Linked DNA regions of Xenopus tropicalis: region 2 is linked to region 1. A link is a contact called in public Hi-C data. All regions are on one chromosome and are shown on one strand. The core of a region is the stretch at or near the end of the contact, and the rest is flanking DNA. Distances in the headings are between cores, read along the strand shown. Region 1 holds the start of dusp6 (dual specificity phosphatase 6). Region 2 overlaps poc1b (POC1 centriolar protein B).

Region 1 (7,495 bases), core at 2,189-4,688:
AATATAAAAAGCACAGCATTCAATTTTCAAGTTCTGGCATGCTGTAATCTGAACAAAAATACAGTCTAAATTAATTTCACTTTTTTTTATTTGCAAACTGGGCTGGAAAAAATGTTAACTTCTGTGCACTCAACAATAGATGTATTCATGCATTATGAGAGAAAGAGGGAAGTCACAGGGGACAGCCTATTAGAGGAACAGGATGTCAACACTGCTATAAAATGGGTTCCTTTGTAAGAGGAAATGCACTACAATGCTTGGAGATTATGTTCTCTGTGGCTTCCAGCCAAAATGTTCTTCCTGCAGTGCTCATATTACCAAATCTCCCTCTCTGCTAGAAGAGGATCAAAGTTCACTAAGCCAAAGCTACAGCATAAATTTAAAGAGACAGGACCAAAAAGAGCAAAAACATTGTCCTTCCATGGAAATGTTAACATTTGCATCATAAACATTAGGAGCAAGAATCCTATATATTTAAAATATGATTTGCAGTCTACACTTCAGATAAGAGTGCTCACATACCTATAAATGAGATGGCTTCTGGAAAAAATTGAGAGAGGTTTTGGCTCCAATGGTCCGAAATGGGAATCTGCTTGTATCTAAACTCCCCAGCATTTTCAAAAAGGTTAGGCAAGTTTGGTGTCACATTCAGGATGTACTTAATACCAAACTCTTCCAAAACATCCAAATTCGTAGAATCCTTGGCACAGCCAAGGTAAAGATAGGGTAGAATCTCAACAGGAAATGATGGTTGAGTGTTGGATAGAGGACTACCATCTGAATCTGTAGCACTGTTTGGATCCCTGTCAATGTCAGATTCGATATCTGATGAAGAGTCAGAACTTATCCGGAGGCCTCCCAAACCAAGGACCGGTGGAGAGCTACTGCCACAGGAACTATCCAGATTGGTTTCACAATGTATAGGATACTCAGCCTGGAACTTATTGAATCCACCTGAAGGTAGAAGAGAAAAATGAAATTATTAATTTACTGATTAAAATACTGATAAGTTCAAATTAATCATGTTCCAACAAAAGATAAGCAAACAGGAAAACTACTTAGTGAGAAAACCTTTGGAGGGAAAAGTTCTTTGCCCTTGAGCAGTAGACTGCAAATGTAACTTGTTAAAAGCATAAAACTTTCACGAATGGGGAACTTTGCACTAAGGATAAAGTATTAATCAGTACAGCAAGAACATTCAGTATCTAGTAAAGAAATGCACAGGAGTGATTAGACGCTGTGGGGGAGATAAACAGTGTTATCAGAAAACACATGATAATCTCCTAAGCAATTATCACTCAGCTCATTATACACTATCAGATTTCTTAGAGAGAAGAGGTGGCAGGCAATTTTACATTATAAATGGTATGTTTTTACAAGGAAAGGATTAGTATGGTGGGTCATTACTAACCATGCATTTTCTTTGACTTAAGACTTCTTAGTGCTTTAGAGCACATATAGCTTTGATTCTTGTGGAAGAATCCATTAGCACATCCATGCACTTCTAAAATCCTCTATAGTTAAGGCTTACAGATTACATAAATGGGACGAAGTGCAATATCCATTTAAAAAGACAAAACAAACCTTTACATTCAAACTCATTATCATTAGCCCTAAAGGTTGCAGAAAATAAAACTGAGGAGAATATATATTCTTAATTAACTAGGATATTGTGGGGAAAAACACGGGTTTCAGCATTATAGATTATTATACAATTGCTGTCTTTATGTAGCACATCTGTGTAGCCAAATAAATCTGGTGACTGTTGCTGAATAGAAGCATGCTGCTCAGGGCTGTTATTAGTTCAGAACACTTGCGGGATCTCAGTCACGACACAGATTGAAAAAAAAAAAAACTCTTCTGCACTGCAGCTAGGCTTAGCCAGAGAATTGTCAGCCTCCTCTCCAACACACAATGTAACAACTACACTAATAGCCTTGATGTATAAAGGAAAAGCAATGAAAATGTCATTTTTTTAGGGTGCACCCTTACAGCACAACACAGATACACACACAGTGTCTAACCCAACTTTTGTTATGCACAGATGAGCAATAAAACCCTTAAAAGAAACCTTTAAAATTCTAGATGTCACAAAAAATAGCTATATGTCATGTTATCATTACCAAGGTAAAACCTATAGCTATTTAATAGTATCTATGTAACCTTGATGAGGACCATAAGATTTTACTAGACACAGAACACTGGCAGAAATAAGAAGGGTGCATATTATATGAAGGATTCTAGGCCAGTTTCCTAGGGGCAAATAAGGAGTCCGGGGTGCAAAAAACTAGCATTATGACATTACTAGGTACCATATGTACCAAGTGGTCCCCCTGCAACTGCTTTGACCCAAAGCATCTGGTACATGTCGGTAGATGTGTAAGGGACATACCAAGACAGACCTTGGGGTCTGCAGATCCCGGCCCTCCCTGCCCCAATACCCTGACCTAATGCCTAAAGGGTACCCCCCCGACTTCGGGGTAAGTGTATGCGGGGGCCCCATATAGGGAATTAAGGTACAATCAGGGCCCGAGTTAGAGTGGCCCCTGTGCCTCCAGCATCCCTGACCTTAGATGGGTGAAGTAAAGCAAAGTACAAGGGGTAAAGATTGGGTGATACACGTAACATATGCCCACAATTTGGACAGAAGGTAACACCCCACCCATGAAGTGAGCCCTGTATCCCCGAGTCGCCAGCTCTGGCCATGAGTGCAATGTGCCAGCGGGTCCCGGCCGTTACCTTCCAGGTAGTAAGCCCTGCAGCCCTCATCCTTCAGCCGCTTCATGAGCAGCCCCAGCACCGACTCCCCGCCCGTGTTCTCATTCCAGTCGCAGCTGCTCTCATCGTACAGTACAACCGTGTCGGTGCCACATCTGCGGGCGAACTTCTCCCGGTCCTCCCCGCAGGCAAAGAGCGATCGTATGGGCAAGTTGCCCTTCTTGAGGCGCCGCAGCATGATACCCGGGATGGCAACGTTGATGGCCGCCTCAATGTGAGACGACTCGTACAGTTCGTGCGCCCTGCAGTCCATGAGTAGGAGACGCTCGTTGGCCAGATCCAGCTGCTCGTTCAGCCAGGCCACCGACTTCCCGACCGCCATATCCAGGGGCGCAGCGGGTCTCAACTTCTCTAGCATTGAGGAGAGAACAGGGGGCGAGGCCGGGCGGAGTGAGAGCTGTCCCCAGGGGCCCGACTACACAGGCATGTGCCGCGGAGCGGGAATGCAGCAGCCCGGGCTCTTGTCAATGGGGGAACAGAGAGGCGCCTTCCCCGTCCACAAATCCAACGAGTGAGCTGAATGGCTGATGCTGGGGCTGTCTGCATGCACACAACCCTCTCACTGCTGCCCCTCCTCCTAAGGGATTGTCCCCCTCCAACAGGACGAGCAGCTCGTCTATTTGATCAATGTCCCTGTGGTTCTGAGGCCGACCAGTCCCTGCGAGACTCCGCTTACTGAATGGATACAAACACACAGCGTCTGAATGGATACATTCTGCAGGGCGGCCAATCACAGAGCTCGGAAGAGCCGTTGCCCTGGAGACGGGCCGGCTGGAACAGGTTGTGTCGGGGAATTGTTAATGAGTTTGTCATTCACAAAAACGGAAAGGAATTTCCGCTCTGGATCAGCCGGGTGCAAACAAGCAGCAAGAGCAGATCAGAGGGGAGGGGGGAGAGGAAGGAAGGAGACGGGGGTGGGGGATGGGAGCAGAATAAGGGAGGGTGAAGGAGGGGGACAGTGGAATCAGAGGCAATGCCCTTACTCCTTTATGCTAAAGTTCGTAAGTAACTAGAAGGGAGTTATTACAGTGCAAGCGGCAGGACTTACTCAAAAGGGCAGTTACGCAGAGTACTTTATGCATACTCGCACAGATTTACTCAGTGTGCATTGAACTCTTGCCCTGGAAACGCAAATACGGGAACCTCGTACCGCGCCAACCCTTAGTGGCCCCATGCCGCAGGGAGTTGCAGTTTAATAATAGTCCTTGTCGTTTAAAATACGGCGGCTATCATTTGCTGCTGAAGTATGCAGAGTTGCAGTTGGATAACTAGATGAAATTGTGCCCAACAACAGAATCTTTCTCGCTCTAAACGTTCAAGAAATAACTTATACAGTACCCCACTGGGCTCCCAGCACCTCCAGGGCCCCCAGCACTCACATGGCCTGCATGCTTTATGGGGTAATGGCAGAGGGGTTATGTTCTGCTGCTCCACACTCAGTCCTGACTATAAGTTCATAGGCCCCACAATGAAATGTTTCTTGGGCACCTGGAAAGTTGGCTGTATTGAATTACACATTGTTTCGAACCACACTGGGCCCTTTACACTTCAGGCACTCACATGCTCTTTTTCCCCTGTTGTGATTCTCATATCAGGCAAAGTATATTATTGTTGCCTGTTGAAATCATATACAAAGAAAAAAAGATATTTTTCTTCGTTATTGATTTTGCATTTCCTAAAATCATTAAACAAAAGAAACCTATATTAAAGTATTACCCTTTGCCACAACTGTTAAGTGAATTAGGGGATTTGTAGTTCAGCAGCAGAGGAAGAACCCAGGGTTTTCCCCTGAAATTGTTGGTATTTTTAAATTGCACCTTTACAAGGGCCAGGGCTGCTGCTGGCCAAATGGGTGCCCTAAGCAGAAATTTACTTTTGTACCCCCTCCCCCAAATATTACAGAAGTAAAAATAAAATAATAAAAAAAACACCTACTATAGGGGCCCCACACACAGTGCCCCCAATTTCCCCCATAGACAATGCCCCCATAGTAAGTGCCCCCAATAGCCCCCATAGACAATGACCCCATAGATTGATTGAACTATCCGGGACAGCGGGATGCGCTATAAAAAACGGCGGGACAGTGTTGGGGGGTATGTTATAATATATAAAAATGTTTTTTTTTTTGGAGCAGCTGGGATGGTGCCCCCCTGGGAGTTGGTGCCCTATGCAGACTGAGTACTCCGCTTATAGGGAGCGGCGGCCCTGACAAGGGCTATGATCTATGATAAAATGAATATTCTGTATTCAGCACTAAACGTATTGCAGCGCCATCTATAGCAATTATAGGGGATGCTGGGAAATGTAGTTCAGATACATATGGTATGCCACAGGTTTCAAAGCCATAGCATGTAATGTTCTTTGTGTTGTGGCTAAGCAGTCAAAAGAAGGGACTGATCATCAGAAAAGCTTGGCAGATGCATGAGTATGCAGCAGTGCCTTGCAGGCCTGACACAGTTCTTTGCTAAAATGGTATAACGCGTGTGTGACCTGAAAGTACCCATCCGTAAGATGCAGACATTTTTCTCCTGGCTAGACAGGGAAATGCAATATTGTATACGCGACGGACGTAGGACCTGCATAATTGCGTGTTAGCAGATTCATTCTTGATGGAAGGAAGAGCTGACTGGCCACTTAAGCAAGTGAAGTTGAATCAAAGGGTCCTTTTATGTTGTATCAGCGTTAATCATTTATACAATAAAAGGCTCTTGAGCATCAGAGCACTTTTTGGCAGACTGACAGCTTGCCTGGATGCTTTTTTTCCCACTGTAGTCACTGAAGATAACATAGGAACAAGGAAAGAATGACAGATTTGTACTTTTTAACAATAATGGATTTTAAGATTCGGCACCAAACCAATGTTTTCTCCATTGAATTTGAGACTGTGTAGCATTGATCAAACAATATGGTGGTGACCTTAGTTACACAACAAATGAAGTTAAAATACCTTATGTTTAAGAGGATTGTTTTCCTGTTATCATTAGATCAGAATATAGATTACTCTGTGCAGCAAACATTTATACAAATGACTTAAAGCTGCCATATTGGTTGTCTTGGCTGTGACATCAGTAGAGCAGCTCTGCACTTACAGAGACATAATTCCTACTAATTGAGGATTTAGAAAATAGTACATATAATGTATTGTTTTCAGAGTAATTTTATGTCTAAATGCTGCTTAGCTCAAATACTCTAGGTGACATCTTTTGTGATTAAATCAGCTAATAAGGGTCACTAATCCAATCCTCCCTGTGGGATATAAGGAACTATACCTTGTCTGACCAAGAAGCTTCCAATCATATGACAAATGTGGAAGTTACTTCCCATCCTCCAGAAACACACTAGCAGTTTTGTTTGCACCTGACGAAACTGACTCTACTTTTTATGTGTGTCCATTAGATTAGACATGCCCAGTATGAAACATGGTTTGGGCTGAAATTGGCACATACAGTATATTTGGACTGGGTTTGAGTCAGCATGTCTCACTGCAATGCACAGTACCTTCAGTAATTATGTGTTTCTCCTGGGCTACCCATCCCTCGCTTCAACATTGGTAGAAGAGTCATTGGCTGGTCAGACTGGGGTTGATAAGTTCCTTCTCAACCTAGGCTGAATCTGTGCATCAGTAGTGCCCATAATGGGGGGAGTAAACCTTCACTTGCACAGGGGCTGGTAAGAATTATGTACATTGTTATCTGTGAAGTGCTGTGTTGTTTTACTCCCTATCAGACCTGCTACAGTCATGTTTCTTTCTTCACGACACTACAAAAACAATCCTTACAAAAGTAGCCAATGAACTGCATTCTCCTAAATCTAATGGCCATTCCTTCCTCCTGGTTCTGTTGGACTTGTCTGTAGGCTCAGTTGCTGTTTATTAATGACTGTTTCTTCCTCTTATTGAGAGAACACTGCACTGTTAATGATTAGATGCACTCCCTGAAACACTGCCATCATTTTTGCATTCTATCTACTGGGGTATCAGAAGGTTCTTTTCTGGACAGACCCTTATCTCTACCTACACAACTGCTTTTTGGGTTTGATAATTCTTACAAACATGGTACTCAAATCTTTCTCTTCTTTTCATGTTGCATCCATTCTGTAAAGATTTGCATAATTAGTCACGAGGCTTAGGAAGTTATGTGCCCAGTTCAGGTACAATTCATGAACTAACAAGGCAAATATAGTCATTTGGCCCAGAACCCAACAGTTGCCTTATAGCAGGGATCCCCAACCTTTTCTACCTGTGAGCCACATTTAAGTGTAAAAAGACTTGGGGAGCAACGTGACCATGAAACATGTTCCTGGGGGTGCCAAATAAGGACTGTTATTGGCTATTTGGTAGCCCTTTTGTGGACTGTCAGCCTATAGGAGACTCTGTTTGGCAGTACACCTGGTTTTTATGCCTCCAAAACTTGCCCCCAAGCCAAGAATTCAAAAATAAGCACTTGCTTTGAGGCCACTGGGATCAACATCCAAAGGGTTGGAGAGCAACATGTTGCTCACGAGCCACTGGTTGGGGACCACTGCCTTATAGGGAGCCTGGGTAGGTGAGCTTTGCCATATACCTCATAGACAGGCTGCTACTCTGCTGTATTAATGCTGCATCCACAAGTGAAAAAGTTTGATGGCAATGAAATCCCAACTGTGTGCCAGTACAGCTGACAACATATTATTTCCTTGGATATTTTGATAGTAATGGTCAGCTTTAGGCAGATCACTT
Region 2 (7,495 bases), core at 3,427-5,926, 86 kb after region 1:
AAACGCAGGTCTTTGCACTCCAGAATAGTGTGTAAAGGTGCAAAGGAGGGGGCTTTTTGCAGCATGTAGATGTCATATAGATGCACAAATTAGGGAGCCTAGCGGGTGCAAAACTGCAGGAGGGCCCTGTTATTACCATTACGCGTTTTTTCTTCCACTGGAACTTACGGAAAATAACGGCATAATATCTGCCGTTCAGATGGCGCCCTTTTCCATTTATTTTACACAGTTTTTTTATTAGTTTTACACAGCATAATAAATATGCCCCCCTAAAGTACTGTAAATACTATTTGGAATGTGGTTTGACTTTTTAATATCAAGCACTTTTGAGATATTTATCTTTCTATATTGCACCCCCTGATCCCCAGCTGTCCAGGCTCCCCCATTAAATCAGACTTGAGCAAGGACGTACAATGAACCTTTTAAGGAATAGACATAGGCAAAAGAACTTGATGTGCGCGCTTTTCTTCTAGCGCTTTACATGAATGGCCCGCAAACACAGCTAGGTGCTTGGACACCCCCTGGCCATCTTAGGATCCTGGGTGTTACATTTAGAAGGGTGAATATCTTAAAGGGGCTTGATTTAAAAATAAAATCACAAAAATATTTGGATTGCATACTATATTAATTGTTGGACAATTCCACTAGATATAAACAAAATAAATATTTTAAACAAATAAAACATAATATATTGTTGGACTTTAAATTCCATCATGGTTCATTTCCTAAATATTGTTACTGCTAATGAAACCGATGCTGTACACATGGAGCCGAGCAACAAACCCTGACCTACATAAGTTTTATTGACTAAACATCACTTGCAGTATTTCAGTTCCAGGGCTGTAAACAAGAGCGCCTGTGCGAGATTACAATCCTCATTCTGTCGATCCTTTTGTCTAACGTAATTAAAGTGTTTGCACATGAGCAGAACCCACTTTGTTCTCATTACCACATAGCTCTCAGTTTGAGAGTAGCAGGATTAAAATAAAACCTCCCAAAATGCTATAAGGGAAGAAAAAGAATCTTCCCACACAAGGGCCTATAAACAGCACTCTGACATCTCCAGTAGTCATAATTGTATTCAATTGACAGTACGTTCAAACTGGTATTATGTACAAAAATACATACCCAATATTAATACATCACATAAATATGACTGATTAAAATCATTATTTTTGATCTGCTATCCAGAATGCTTGGGCCCTGGGGTTTTTCAGATAAGGGATTATTCTGTTATTTGAATCACCATACCTATTTGGACTACAGATAAGTGCTTTCTAGCTCTTTAGTTCAATGAAAATCGTAACTCTGAGTCAGTTTGTTACTTCTGCATATGAGATCCACACACAAGCGGTTTGTTTGGTCAGAACCACATAAGCATCTATGGGAATTTCTATATTTTTAACTGGGCCTTTGTCTACTTTATAGCATAAACACAACTATGTTCTCTGTACTAGCGATGTGACCCCCTCACCCTGGCAAAGACAGGAAAGATAACTGCAAAGGGTTAACAGGTGAAACCATTAGGAACAAGGATGCTATTTCTGACAAAGTGTAAATGCCATTTTTAAAATTGTGCATGAAAAAATTAAATTGCTTAACTAATTGAATGGAATGTAAATGCAAGTTTGCACTGCCATCATGTGGGTTATATCAATTAAGCTGTACAACACAGTGATCACATGTGCCCTAAAGCCACCTCAAGAAAGAGTAGGTAAATGCATGTTGGCTTGTTTGTGATTATGCTTGGAGGCTGTGTGGCTATGTGCAATCCCAAAAACTTATGCAAAATTTATTTTAGGAGCCTTTAAAAAGGGGGGACCAGTTTGGTGAAACTCAATTAACGTTGCCTGTGGTTGGCCATATTGCCTGGTAGACAGAATGAGCTCTGAGCCATTTGAATGGAAGGCAGTGTAGGCATTTCCAGGTCATCAGATGACCTGATACACACTCCAGATAGTCATACTGTTTGGCCCAGTTTAAGTTTTGTCTGATTAGTTTGATCAATTGGACAAATAGAACATGGTACGGGGCTCCACAATCACACAGCAAATGAAACTCATTCAGTTGTATGAAACCTTTGTGCATGCATGGTCAGTATAATGCGTCAAGCATTAATCCTCTAAAAATACAGGGCAGCCTTTGGAAAACAAATCCTTTAGACTGATGTAGCCTTTATTTATGGCAATACAGAAAAGAGTTATTTTTTTTATTTTAACTTACATAATAAACATAATTGGACACTACTAAGACTCCTAAGCTTAGGGGGGGTCACAGCTCTAATAAATTCAAATAATCTCTGCACATAAGGTCCTGTAAACATCATTCAGCCATATCCTAAAAATCACAATTATATTAAATACAGGATATTTTAAAGATTAATCTTATGTGCAAAGGTTCGACAATACAGCAAAATGTTACCATTTCATGTGACTCTTGAAACTGCAATTATGCACCATTTAAACATGTGCAAAAAAAAAAGTGTCTGTAGGCTGTTTTTCCCTTTATTACTGCTCTTAGAAGCAGCTTTCAGGAGAAAAGTTAAAATATACTAAATAATAATAGTAAATGAAAAAAATTAAGTGGCACAGCACAGGAACTGCTATAAAAAGCTTTAACAAGGTAGGAGCTAGGGGAAATCTCAAGCCAAGTAGGAAATAGCTGAAAACCGGAAAGTTTCACCAAGATGTTACATTGCATCAAACAAGATGTACAGACTTCTTGGCATCACCGCACATTCTCATGCAGGAGATACATTTCCACCTTTTTCATAATATGGACAAAACTAAAGATGTGATATGATAACTCTAATATAGGAACAAGACCAGATGAACATTATATTTAGCAATCACCATCAGGAACAGAAGTGTTAGTTTTCACCTGTGATCATGTATATATTACGCAATTAGAAATATATGTACATACTAAAAAAATCAATGTTTAGTTTAATAAAATGTGTACTATATTATATTATTGCCAAAATATGAGAAAACAGAGGCACATGGTCACCCCCCCCCCCAAAAAAAAAAAGGTTAAATGTAAGTGTGGATCCTACCTTTTCCATCCCATAGGTAAATGGGCACAACAGATACCAATATTTTTGTATTATATTGACAGAAGCAGGGGTGTAACTAACATACAACAGACCCAGTGACCACAAGGGACTCAAAGAAGAGGGGCCCCTTAGTGGGGTCTGTTGTATGGTTGTACCACTGCCTGCCTGTCCGCAAGTGCTTGGGGGTGGTGTGAATGTTTTTTTTTTTTGGAGGCTCAACTAATTAACTTTACTAGACAGAAGTAAGAGTATATTAAAAAAAAAAAACAAAACAAAACAAAAAAAAAACATATTTACATTCAACATCAAAATAAAGAATGGGAAAGAACTCTTCAGTTATGCCATGGTGTTTTAGAGCAGATAAACAGCACAACCCAAAGTTTTATAGTCACAATCAGATATTTGTAAATACAAAAAATGGATATTGCTACACTATACCGTGCGCTCGTTGTAGCATGGGGCGCAAGCTGCCGATCCCACTGCTGAGGTTAAACTATAACTCACTGATAAACATGCTGCAGCATTCCGTGTAGAAAGTGTTTATTGTGCAGGATGGTCTGGTTTGTTGGCACAATAAACACTTTCTACACGGAATCGGAATGCTGCAACATTTTTATCGGTGAATCAGATATTTGTAAATCCCCAATAAAGTATCATAGAAGATGCCAGATACACATCATTATTTCTAACATTTAACTCTCGTAAATACTGAAAATGGCCATTTATGGGTGGGAACAAGTTAATATTTGCTTAGTTTTTCAATAACTTTTAATCAGAAAGGCCAGTACATGCCCAGTTCCTATGCCCCTAAGCCATGTATCATTCATGGAATTATAAAATATCACATGGGAATGGAGACTATGAAGACTAGTCAGAGGACTAGATCAATTAGCCAGTTTAATCAAAACTGTCCATTTTTTGGCCAAGTATTTGCCTGCTGGGTGTCAGGAGGGCCCTTAGCAACAGAATTATCTTTCATGAACGTCAAATAGTTCTATGTTCTCTGCCAGCAAGGACACACATGGAATATATAAGGTGTATTTTAGCAAAACCCCTAGTATCTTTATTGTGCAGAGTCGCTATATAAAGCCCCTTCTGACTCTGCTAGTGGCTATTTTACTTTTAATACACACAAGAAAGTTGACATCAGTGGGCAAGTAGCAAAAGAATTATATGTTCTTCACATTACCATGCAAAATCAGGAGTATCAAGTATAAGAACTATCCAGCTGAATAAGTATATATTTATTTTAGGAGTAATAAGTGATTTGCATCTATAAAGATGGGCTAATCATATTGCCCCTAAACTAAGCCATTTCAGCCTGAGATGTTGAGTTGTTAAGCCACACTAAGCTAATAAAATGGTGCCTTTGGTATCCTTCGGCTGCCTTTGTTAACACTGATGGCTAATAAAGACACATAACAAGGTAGTTACATATTTACAAAAGCACTGCAGACAATTTATGGTATTTTCATGAAAGCCTAATGGCCCCAGATAGGTCTGTGACATGTCGAGGGTCAGCAGGAAGCTCATTATTAGACGACAGTCTATACTAGACAAGCACTTTTCTGCAAGGGGCGCATGAATAATTTCCTGTGTGAAAGCCCTCCTGTTAGGATTTCATTCCTCAGGGCATATTTCTTCTAAGAGGATGTTACTCTTCCACAGGAAGAGAGGAAGGAACCAGTTGTTGCTGGATGTGTGGGATGATAGCTGTCGGGCATTTTTTGCATGCCTCAGTATCAGCTGTGAGAATGATGGCTGGGGCTCAAGTTCCCAAGCCCAGGGAGGGAAATAAAATGCTGCTGCCTGTAAAGACGGGGTCACGCTTTACAAGTACAGTGATCTCAGGAAGCGCAGAGACAGAAATAACACCTGGAACGTCTAAACTTCCAACTGCCAGGAAATTGCTCATTTAATCCGCAAGCAGCAAGAAGAATAAATCAACTTGACAAACATTGCTTAAGCCTTTTGCTGACATCTATGCTTTGTTGCCCTGCTACCAGCCCTTCAATAAGAACATAACATCAATGGGATAATAATGTAGGGGAGGCCCTGCACCTTCTGTATACACCCATACACAACATGTCACTATACAAACCCAGGCCGGCTAATTGTACAGTGGCTCCTGATAGAATCCTTCAAACAAAAACCCCAAACACATAAACTCAAATAACTTAGCTCAGTCTGGAGTTACAATTAATTATCTGCATATTTTGCAAGTACAGTATTCATATGAGCAGGAGCCACAAATTAAATGTTTATATTGATCGTCCCTTACAGTGGTCTCATTATTCCCATGAAAAATAAAGGCAGAATTAACGTGCCTTACCAGGCAATATTATGTTACCCAACTTATTCAGTCCATAACTGATCAATAAAACATTGCTAGATATTTTTTGAAAAGAGGGTTTTTATATAAACATACATGTTTAAAAACCATTTCTTATTGCATGCATGGTATCTATATAATCACGCTGCAGCACAGATGTAAAATAAGAAGCATGACTGACTCTCTCAGGATTACATGGACACATGCTGACCCAGTTAGGGTTGAAATTCTTAACCTAAGGGTCAGGGCCTAGAAGGGGTACTCATGCTGTTCATAAAGGTTCTCTATGATCCCCTTTAATCCCGGGGGAACCAAGATTCTTTCTTGGGCCCCTCCAGATTAAAAGCAGTTCCTTGTAGTTCTTTGTGATCTACTGCGTCACAACTCATGAACTGCTTCATTTCTTTTCTTTGGGTGGTACCACCATGTTTAACAAGCAAAACTGACAGATGGCAAAATAATTGATATATATTTGCTTTCAGCACTATCTAACCAAATGACAAATGCATTGCTAGTCCACGAAACGCACAGCAAAATACACATAATGGACTGCTCATCCTTTGCAAAGGAAAGACATCAATTCTCCACAAAATTGTCCAAGTAAAAAAACTCAGATTTTGCATTAAGTTGCATAGACATTTGTAGTATATTGCCCTAAAGCACCCTCAGGTTCAGACTGTGATTCAAAATACTGTAGGCCTTGGCATTTCAAGTACACAGAAACCCATACAGCCCCACACAAGCCCAATAAATAGTGACTGGCTATTGTATCTTACAGCAGCCCCTGTAGTTCAGTATAGGCCTGAGCACCTTTATGGACTTGACATGAATGCCCCATGGTGTAACATGTGCCTTCTGGCCCTCTAGTGTTGATAAACTGCAAATTCCAGTATCAGCTACAAGAGCTGGAAATGCTGGCCATGCTATACACTGTGACATTGAAATAAATACAGATTGACTGATGCTATGTAGAACCTGTTAATAAAGGGAAAATATAACTTTTGATATGAGCGGATTTAATTGGGTTAATGTAGAAATGTATAACTGTTTTTTTACTTTCTAGAGACAATTATGATTTTTTTTTTTTTTACACAAGCATACCGATTCCACAGATTGAAAGGAAACCATGTTACGCTGACCAAATTTTTCCCAACATCCCTTTGGCTTACAGAGTAATGCAACCCCTCCCTCACCTTGTTTGATTGTGAAGTGATGGATTCCATCACATGAAGCCTCTCTGCTTCCCATGGTGGACATATTCTTTGAAAACCAGTGGGGCTTTAAATCCCAAAATTCATCACTTCTGAAACATGGCGAGTGTGGGTTTTGACAAGACAAGTGAGTTTAAGGGGGGGCAGGGGTAAGGAACGAATGGTTGATGGTTTCTGTGGAATCAGGTATGTTTGTGTAAAAACAAATACATTTATGTTTATATCTGGCAGTTCAAATAGTGGCTATGCAGCTTTTCTACATAACTCAACTGAAACTAAAAGCTCATGTCAAAACGGGGGGGGGGGGGTGTTCATTTCCATAGGAAGGTTTACTGGCTCCTGGTAAAATTCATCAGTGTGTACTGTAAGTGCGACTGGGGCAGGAATTGCTGACAAATCTCAGTAATGCACTGCCCAGCATGTCAGCCCTATACAAATAAAGGATAAAAATGAGTAAAACATATGGACAGCTAGAGTGAACAAAGACACAATTGGTTTACATCTTTGGCAAAATAAACACTACATTGGCACAGACATGCTGAGTTTGCCCATAGTTTTATATTCTCTCTGAACAGCCTGTCCTGTATTTGCATTTCCTTTTACTAGGCACAACTGAGCAAACAACTTTTCAGATCACTTTAAGCAACAGATGACATAGAGGTTAAGTTTGCTGTCTCCGACACCGGATCTCAAGCTAAAGAGGGTGTCCACTGGGATTTCAGCTGTAGCCTTTGGCATGAGATCCAGTGTCAGATCACAACCTTTTCATAAACTAGACAGTTAGTCAAAGTAGTGTGACAGAACATAAAAATTCCCCCCAAGAAGCAAAAGTAATAGGTTAGGTCTACTACAAAAGAGATAACTATGTAATAAACATATTGGCTGCTGCAGCAAAAT

Evidence for each region. A called contact is a pair of places that touch in the nucleus more often than the background predicts.
Region 2: a contact with region 1 is called in a Hi-C map of neurula embryo, with 1.7 times the contacts expected there. The contact joins the enhancer-like site here to the promoter of dusp6 in region 1. A contact is called at or near these places in 3 of 5 Hi-C or Micro-C datasets (brain, neurula embryo and tailbud embryo).

The regions. Positions count from the first base shown.
Region 1 is chr3:54,897,034-54,904,528 of UCB_Xtro_10.0, forward strand. It overlaps dusp6 (dual specificity phosphatase 6), which reads right to left and starts at 3,439. Exons shown (of 3, transcript NM_001045578.2): 1 at 2,740-3,439; 2 at 523-954. The coding sequence starts at 3,136.
Region 2 is chr3:54,982,120-54,989,614 of UCB_Xtro_10.0, forward strand. The region is part of intron 10 of poc1b (POC1 centriolar protein B); the gene reads right to left. Among named protein-coding and RNA genes, the nearest start is that of poc1b, 33 kb to the right of the region's middle. Within about 2 kb of position 4,677, at least 2 of the 11 cell types and tissues checked have an H3K27ac peak or open chromatin away from gene starts, as enhancers often do. A contact at or near this core is called in neurula embryo, where this site is marked.